2 separate regions of the Anas platyrhynchos genome follow, and region 1 is linked to region 2. The links are chromatin contacts, called in public Hi-C maps. All regions are on one chromosome and are shown on one strand. The core of a region is the stretch at or near the end of the contact, and the rest is flanking DNA. Distances in the headings are between cores, read along the strand shown.

Evidence for each region. A called contact is a pair of places that touch in the nucleus more often than the background predicts.
Region 1: a contact with region 2 is called in a Hi-C map of F1 follicle, with 2.2 times the contacts expected there. The contact joins two enhancer-like sites. A contact is called at or near these places in 4 of 8 Hi-C or Micro-C datasets (F1 follicle, liver, skeletal muscle and 1 more).

Annotation. Positions count from the first base shown.
Region 1 is chr2:52,944,056-52,948,088 of IASCAAS_PekinDuck_T2T, reverse strand. It overlaps LPIN2 (lipin 2), which reads right to left. Exons shown (of 20, transcript XM_027451995.3): 5 at 3,413-3,520. Among named protein-coding and RNA genes, the nearest start is that of LPIN2, 26 kb to the right of the region's middle. Within about 2 kb of position 2,583, at least 1 of the 8 cell types and tissues checked has an H3K27ac peak or open chromatin away from gene starts, as enhancers often do.
Region 2 is chr2:52,869,621-52,874,013 of IASCAAS_PekinDuck_T2T, reverse strand. MYOM1 (myomesin 1) reads right to left here. Exons shown (of 40, transcript XM_038174639.2): 12 at 3,179-3,378; 13 at 1,637-1,693; 14 at 1,155-1,279. Among named protein-coding and RNA genes, the nearest start is that of MYOM1, 34 kb to the right of the region's middle. Within about 2 kb of position 3,068, at least 2 of the 8 cell types and tissues checked have an H3K27ac peak or open chromatin away from gene starts, as enhancers often do.

The sequences.
Region 1 (4,033 bases), core at 1,334-3,833, 75 kb before region 2:
GGGTTTTGAGCAACCAAAGGCAGATTTGCTTTGGGACTCAAGTGAATTTATCCCTCAGATGGTACCTAAGCATTAGGATGGGTACAGCTGGTCATACTGTTCTGTGCAAAAGAAAATATACCCATATACGCTGTTGTATATAGAAAAAAAGACAAATAAGGGATTAGATTTCTCAGCACTTATATACAACTGCAGAAGTGAGAGATGTATCTAGCTGCCAGATTTGAGTCACTTCAGTTAATGCTGTGCACTAGGATAGGAAGAACACTGACATCCAAACTCACAGAATCACAGAATTTCTAGGTTGGAAGAGACCTCAAGATCATCGAGTCCAACCTCTAACCTAACACTAACAGTCCCCACTAAACCATATCCCTAAGCTCTACATCTAAATGTCTTTTGAAGACTTCCAGGGATGGTGACTCCACCACCTCCCTGGGCAGCCCGTTCCAGTGCCTCACAACCCTTTCAGTAAAGAAATTCTTCCTAACATCTAACCTAAAACTCCCCTGGCATAACTTTAGCCCATTCACCCTCGTCCTGTCACCAGGCACATGGGAGAACAGGCCAACCCCCACCTCTCTACAGCCTCCTTTAATGTACTTATACAGAGCAATAAGGTCACCCCTGAGCCTCCTCTTCTCTAGGCTGAACAAGCCCAGCTCCTTCAGCCGCTCCTCATAGGACTTGCTCTCCAGGCCCCTCACCAGCTTCGTCGCCCTTCTTTGGACCCGCTCAAGCACCTCGATGTCCTTCTTGTAGCGAGGGGCCCAAAACTGAACACAGTACTCGAGGTGCGGCCTCACCAGAGCCGAGTACAGGGGGACGATCACCTCCCTAGCCCTGCTGGTCACAGTGTTTCTGATACAAGCCAGGATGCCGTTGGCCTTCTTGGCCACCTGAGCACACTGCTGGCTCATATTCAGCCGACTGTCCACCATCACTCCCAGGTCCTTCTCTGCCTGGCAGCTCTCCAACCATTCCTCTCCCAGCCTGTAGTTCTGCTTGGGGTTATTGCGCCCCAGGTGCAGGACCCGGCACTTGGCCTTGTTGAACTTCATACAGTTGACCTCAGCCCATCGGTGCAGCCTATCCAGATCCTCCTGCAGAGCCTTCCTACCCTCGAGCAGATCGACACACGCACCTAGCTTGGTGTCATCTGCGAACTTACTGAGGGTGCACTCAATGCCGTCATCCAGATCATTGATGAAGATGTTAAAGAGGACCGGCCCCAGCACCGAGCCCTGGGGGACGCCACTAGTGACTGGCCTCCAACTGGACTTGGCTCCATACACCACAACTCTTTGGGCCCGGCTATCCAGCCAGTTTCTAACCCAACGAAGCGTGCGCCAGTCCAAGCCAAGAGCAGCCAGTTTCTTGAGGAGAATGCTGTGGGAAAACTGACACAGGCTAACCAAGAAACGGAGAACCTACTCCCTTACGTGGCAATTTACCAACCAGTCACCCAGATACCACTGGAGATGATTTATTGTGATAGGCAGTACCTGCAGTAAAAATTTTCAAGGCTGCATTAATTAAAAGACAAGACCAGAAATCACAAACACTATATTCACAATCAAACATATCTATGCCCTGTAAAACTTTCATATGAAAACATCTCAAAGATTAACTTCTGAAGTAATCCTCTTTTTGAGATATGGTAACAGCTGAAGTTACCATATTAATTTAAAAAAAAAAAAAGACTATTAGCTGTTCCAGATCTCCCCCCCCCCCCCCCCAAAAAAAAACAAACGGTTATTATAACCTCTAATTTCTTTCACTGTATGATATATGCATTAAAGAATCTTTCTTTGGTGGCTCAGGAGAAATAATTCAATGTAAAACTTCCCTTTTCCCAGATAGATTTCCCCCCCCCCCCCAAAAAAAAAAGGGAAATAAAAATTGTTGATTTCTTTATTACTGGAAAGCTTCTTGCTAAAAAAAAAAAAAAGAAATCAAAAAACAGACAGTCCAGACGTCTCACAAGATTCACAGACAAATTGCTATAGAAGACTATCTCAATAAACATGTAAAGAAGAAAGGAGATTAGCACTGAAAGGATCTTGTCTCCTAGATATAATCTGCTAGCCTATGTTAGCTAGAGTTCGATAAACTGAAAAGAAGTACCAGCCTGTCTTGATGAAGGACTTGATGTTACAATTAACTAGATGATATAATCCATGTGGCACTGTATCATTCAGGGTCAAGCACTGTGGATGCTTTTCAACCACAAACCTTTAGGGAACATTTGAACACTACACTTATTAAGCACAATTGAGGATGTGGATGTCAGCCCAAAACATAAAAAGGAACAATAATGGGATTTCCTGTCCAACTGCTTCTGAGAGGCTTCTGTTCATTAACAAGCTATGACTGGGGGAATTGGGGAATTAGCAGGCACCAAGCATGGTGTGGTGCATTCAGACTTACTGAGGCCATGGCCCTGGAAAACACCCAAAGCAGGGAGATTATTTTTAAGTATTTTCTGAAGCTTAATCTATTCTGCTGTATGAGTAAAGAAACATAGGCACCTGGTACACTGAGCAGCTAAAAATGCAACAATGGCCACCACACAGGGCTGACCAGTAATGGTCACCACGAATGACACCATGAAAGTATCTGCTGTGAGGTAGACTCCTCAAACTGAAAAGCAGTAAAACTAGACACTCACCAGAGTTGACATGAATCATAGCATGCTGATCAGCATCTGCTGCTACATACACGCCCTTCCCTATGCTCAGTGTTCAGGTAAAATTCACCTCAAGGTTTGCATCTACTTACACTAATAGAGAGTAGTGTTAGAGTGGTAAAGCCAAACTTCTGAAGAATGAGTCTTGAAAAAGCTCATAAATGCCCCAGTCACTAACTGAAAATTGACTGGTGAGCCTTATCATGCCATCTGTAAGAATCCACAATCAACAGATGGTGCTTCTGGTATCTCTGGGTTAGTGTTCCGGTACCTAGTAAATCCTCTGTTCTGTGCTGCAATGATCCGAACTCAGGACCTCGCTTTACCTCAAGTAATTTGCACCTGACAAGTTCGAACTTACATACCCAGTGCTTCTGCCTTATGGCATATCAAATGTTACTTATGCTAGTGTGAGTCATGGGAACACAGGAACTTTTCGTACAATTAATAAGATTTTGTTGAGAAAGGTATTTTCTTTCTTTGATAGTGAATTTGAGCAAGAATATTTTGTTCATGTGAGGAAAAAGATGAAAATTTGGTTTAATACATAGAGTGGAAAATTCCCCAAAGTTCCAAATAAGCAGCTTACGCCACATTGGGTATCACAGAACTTAGACGAGTTGGATAGTATTACAGATCAAGAATTAAAAAATAATAATAAAAAGGCACATTTATTATAATCATTCATCTTTATATGCACAATGACATTACAAAGTGACTTACTTATCCAGAGGAGACCAGTCTCCATCAGATAAGGGGTAATGATCCGTTGAGTGATAAATCAAGGATTCTTTTTGTTCTTCGCCTTTTGGTGATGAATTTGAGGATCCTCTGTAGAAATAACATGAGACATTTAATAAGTCAACTGTAAGAAATCTGCATTACTAATTCAGTTAGAAAAGTGACTTTACGTGCTATTAAAAATCCAAGATCTAAAGGAAGAAGTGTAGAGCTTAAAGAATTAATTGTTTGCAGCACACCTGTAAACAAGTTAATTATTACAGAATCAAATGTTTTTAAATATTGCAAGTTTAGAAGGTCTCTGATACCATGTAAGTTAATACTGAACTAGGAATTCATGATAACTTAAGTGATACCACTCTCTACAGCCAGCTAATACTACCAAAACCCTCACTTAGACTTGCTGCTGGCCACACAATTCATCTGTAAGTTTGCATCATGGCTACACAGTGCAAATAATACAAGAAAGATGAGCCTGTAACTTCAGTGTAAAATGCAAAAAGTTATTTTAAGACATTACTATGAAAGAAAGAAGAAATATTTCCTCCATTAGCAGCATGCTTGTACTGAACCTCTTTTGGAATGCTAATGCTAATTTATCTT
Region 2 (4,393 bases), core at 1,819-4,318:
ATCCAGAGAACAAAACTCTAATATTACCACATTGCTTCTAGATGCCATTATGCCACTCCTGAGGATGTTTTTGGGTGGCTTCCAGAATTAATCAGAATTAATTAATCTGACTTCCATTTCCCAGAGGAGAAAATACGAAATAAAAGCATGTGCATTTTATTTGTGAATTGTTTTTATTTCTGCTGCTAGAAGCTCTACATACCATGGTCACTTATACTGCTAATATTAACAATCAACTTTTGCCTTACATTAAAGATAATTTCAAATAATAGGTCCTGTTTCTGAGGGATTTCAAATTCTCAGGAGAACATTATCTCAATACGTGACATTAATGTTCGGTACTCAGCAAGCAATAGGTTATCAAAAAGCTTTCTTATATGGAAAATCAAAATTCATATATTCATCCTCTCTGAGACTGTTGCTAAGTGAAACTCATTTATTTAGACTAGATTTCATAAGAGATGAAAAACACATAATGGGAAGATATTTATATCTCCCATGATGACAGCTCTAGAGTGATAGGGAAAAGCACAGATGAAAAAGTTTGTGGAAACCATGAGATACTATTAAAATGGCGGTGGTGAAGATCTTTCTAGGCTATCAGCCATGTGAAAAACAGCTCAGAAAAGCAGGACATTGAAATTAAAAGTGATTCTGTTCTAGAAAAATAAAAATTGTCACCTTTGTTGGTGAAGCGAATGGAAAGCTAACGAAGAAAATAAATATGAAAAGGCAGCTGGAGAAGAAAGTGCTGATGCCAAGAAACTCTCTCACAGAATGTCTCCCTCCAAAATGTTAACAGTCTGTCCCTCAAGACAAGCTTCTTTTATACGAACGATATATATACAGCTCTGATTTTGCCCTGTGCTTTCTCATTATAGAGTGGGTTTGCCAGCCTATCTACTCTATGGCCAGTCAATGACACAGTTCATGAAAGGCTATTACAGTGTGTGACACATTCTACATCCATTTTTGTAATTACATGTATCATCTTTTTTTTTCTCCTACTTTATCTTAATCTACAGCAACAATTATGTCAATAAACATCTAGTCCTAGCCTGAGTTTGAAAGTGGAAATAAAATTCCAGAAAAGCTGGTAAAGAAAACGTTAAAAAAGATTGCCACAACATGATTCTGATTTTCTCCGGTTTTACCTTTTCCACAAAGTACATGATACCCTCATGGCCCCGCTGTCCAGGAGGTTTCCAGCTAAGCACAACATAGTTCTTTGTGGCTTCAATAACTTGGAGGTCTGTAGGTGGACCAGGAACAACACCCTCTGAATTACAGGGGAGAAGAGTAGGAAATGGAAATGAGTATGAATTCCTTCATATTTGTATCAGAATCAGTGCTGTGATTAAAGTATAGGACAGGTATTAACATATCTTGGCACCTGATATTTTTAGAAAACATAGTATTTAAAGCAATCTATGTACTGGTTTTAAATGTCATTGTTTTAATGTTAAACATGTTTATTTATTAAGTCCTGAATAACGAAACCTAAAGCCGGAGCTGTTCAAGGTTGAGTGACTCTTCAGAACAACGAACTTTGGGTGTGTGCCAAAGTCCATTGAACTCGATGGAAGTTTTCCTAGTTACTCAGCCAGACTTTTGTAGGCAAAAGGGCTGTGTTTACCTGCAGGTTCTTCCTCAGTGACAATAATCTGTCCTGTCCAGGGAGCGGAAGGGTGACCTGAAACAGATGTCATAGAGAGGATGGAAATGAGAACTTTCATGAACTTTTGAAATATTGAGCAAACTGAGTCCTTTGTGGTTCAAAACTAACATTTGCAGGATTCACATGAGCTCAGTTCTTGGTGACTGCTGTGACTGTTACTCATGTAAGGATACTCAAACCTAGTTTAAAGCAGTTCTGTAATCAATACATCAAGAAAAAATTAATCAACAGAGGCACATATTCCTTGCTGAAATTTCTCTGAAGTCACTTAAGTGACAAGCAGAGGTATTTAGCTCACTCAGAGGTATTAAGCTCACTTGTTTTTAGAGAATTAACTTCATTTTCCATACTCTGTTCATTTGGTTTATAAGCTCACTCATTAAAGGAAGAGGCAAGGCTGCTCTTCGTCTCTTTTTAACCCACTTTCCCTCACATTTCCAGCTTTCAGAACAAGGGTCATAGTCACAGACAGAAATTACTCAGCCTGACTCAACACACCAACTTGATATGCTTTGGGTGGCTCTCTCAGTGCCTTTGCATTATCATATTATCACAGCTATGTAGCTCAATGCTGTCAGCCAGGTCAATGCATTTTCAGAGATAATTTTTGCAACTGCTGTTCTCCACCTCCGTGTGCTTCACCTTACATTGGCTGATTTGTTTTGGAAATTAGAGTAGAGATGGAGCAGATGGGAAGAAAAGTGGATCATGAGGGAGAAAAGGAGATGCAACAGGTCACCAAAATCAGACTCCCTCTCCTGAGACAGCTTCCACACTTCCCAGTGAAAAGCAAAAGCCCTCCCAGATTTCAGGTTTCACGTGTGACCACAGTATTTCCTAGTAGTGTCATACCTGGCCATTTTAAATAGTAAAACTTCAGTGATGAGTAGAAATACCTGGATTTCAGGCATGTGATTTTGGGATGTGGGTGGAGAAGGGGAATTTGAAGCAAACTTTTAGATAAACTCATCACCAAGGCCTTTGTGTCTAGGACGTCTCCAGGCTACAGGAGAAATATGCTCGACTTGTAAAAAGTTAACAGTTAAGCAGAGGGCTTGGGATCAATAATCTGTTGGGCTGCCCTGATATTTTGCTGATGTTATTGAAAGACTTTGGTCATCACATGAGTGCAGAATCAGCCACCCTTGCCTGCAGCACAGAGGGTGACTATTCACAGGATCCACTCAGCTATTTTGCTGGTGGAACAAAAGCAAGTCTCTTCAGGCAGTTTACTCTCCTGTGCCTTTTCCCTGCTTTCTGCAAGTCCAGAGTGCAGCACTGTAGCCAGCAAAGCCATTCAAGCTGTTGGAGCGCTTTGTGCAAAGAGCACTGAGATGAATCCTTCTTGGCAAACGTTGTCTCCAAAGAATATTTTGTTTTTGCATTGCTCCCTCTAGTGGGATTTTGAAGGCTTAAGAGTAAATAGTCAGACTTTTTATTTATTTATTTTTCATACAGCTTCTTAAGCCTTTCAGGCAAGCTACAAAAAACATGTCTTACTTCTAAGCCTGGCTCTGTCAGCAGGATCCAGGGCAGCCACAGGCTCAGACACCCGTGACGGTAGGCTAATGCCAGCTTTGTTCACCGCTCGGACTCGGAAGATGTAGGAGCGGCCCTCAATCAGACCAGTGACAGGAAAACGGGCAAACTTCACGGGAGTCTCATTGCACTGGGTCCAGTGGGTGGTGCCAACCTCACACCTGAAACATACAAACAGCAGGAAGGAGTAGAGCTGGGAAGGGGAAAACACAGACTCCAGGCACCCAGACCTTTAGTTTCACCATCCGTTCACATTCATTGCCTGAGGCAAGCCAGCTTCCCCAGCACTGGTGTCTGCTGGTGACACCAAAGCAGCTGCAGAAGGGGTCAGGGTCGAAGTGCCACCTGCCTATGCACTGAATCCCCTGCAGCTGTGCTCCGTCTTTCCCGAACTGGGGAGGGGACACAGACAGAACTCACTCCACTGTTCAACCCTTCAAAGAATGCTCTGGGAGGCTTGGGGAGTGTCAGCTTCAGCATACTTGAAGGGACATGAAATACGTGTATCCTTGGCAGTTGCCAGGAGCAGAGCTCATCCTGCATGCACGGTGCCCTACTGTACAGCCAGAGAAATAGCAGACTTCATGGTGCGTGGAAGCCTCTGTTCAGATTTCATCTGTGACCAACCCAGAACACAGAGAGCTGTGAATATGACTGAAGTCAGAAACCCAGCTTCAAAGTTGAAGAATTTGAAGCCCTACTTCAGATGGTGCTGTGGTTGCAAATGTTGTAATCTTAAGACCCAGCAATGTGGTGCTCATTCCACTGCTAAGCCTCACACCCTGGTGAGACGCAGTTTTTTTTGGCAGAAAGAAGAGAACCAGCAGCAGGGAGTGTAACGATTCCTGCTCAAGGATCCAGCAGGAGCCATCACTCCAGGAGCCCTTGTAGGTGGCTTCCCAGCATCCAGCCACAAGGGCAGCAGGAAAAGGAACCAGCAGCTCAGGAGATGCATTTTATTGCTGCTGATTTTTTATTGATACCTGCTGAAGTAAATGTTAGGGGGAAGCCTAGATTTCTCAGTACATGCAAACTTCTGTTTTCTGGCAAGTGTTACGGTCTTACTCAGGGTGGTTTCGTGGTCCAGGTTTCTGCTCAGCGTGAAGGATGCCCTAGTTTTAGCTTTAGCACAGACTGTTCCTGCTGCTTTAGGTGGCTTGCTCATGCTGCAAGGGC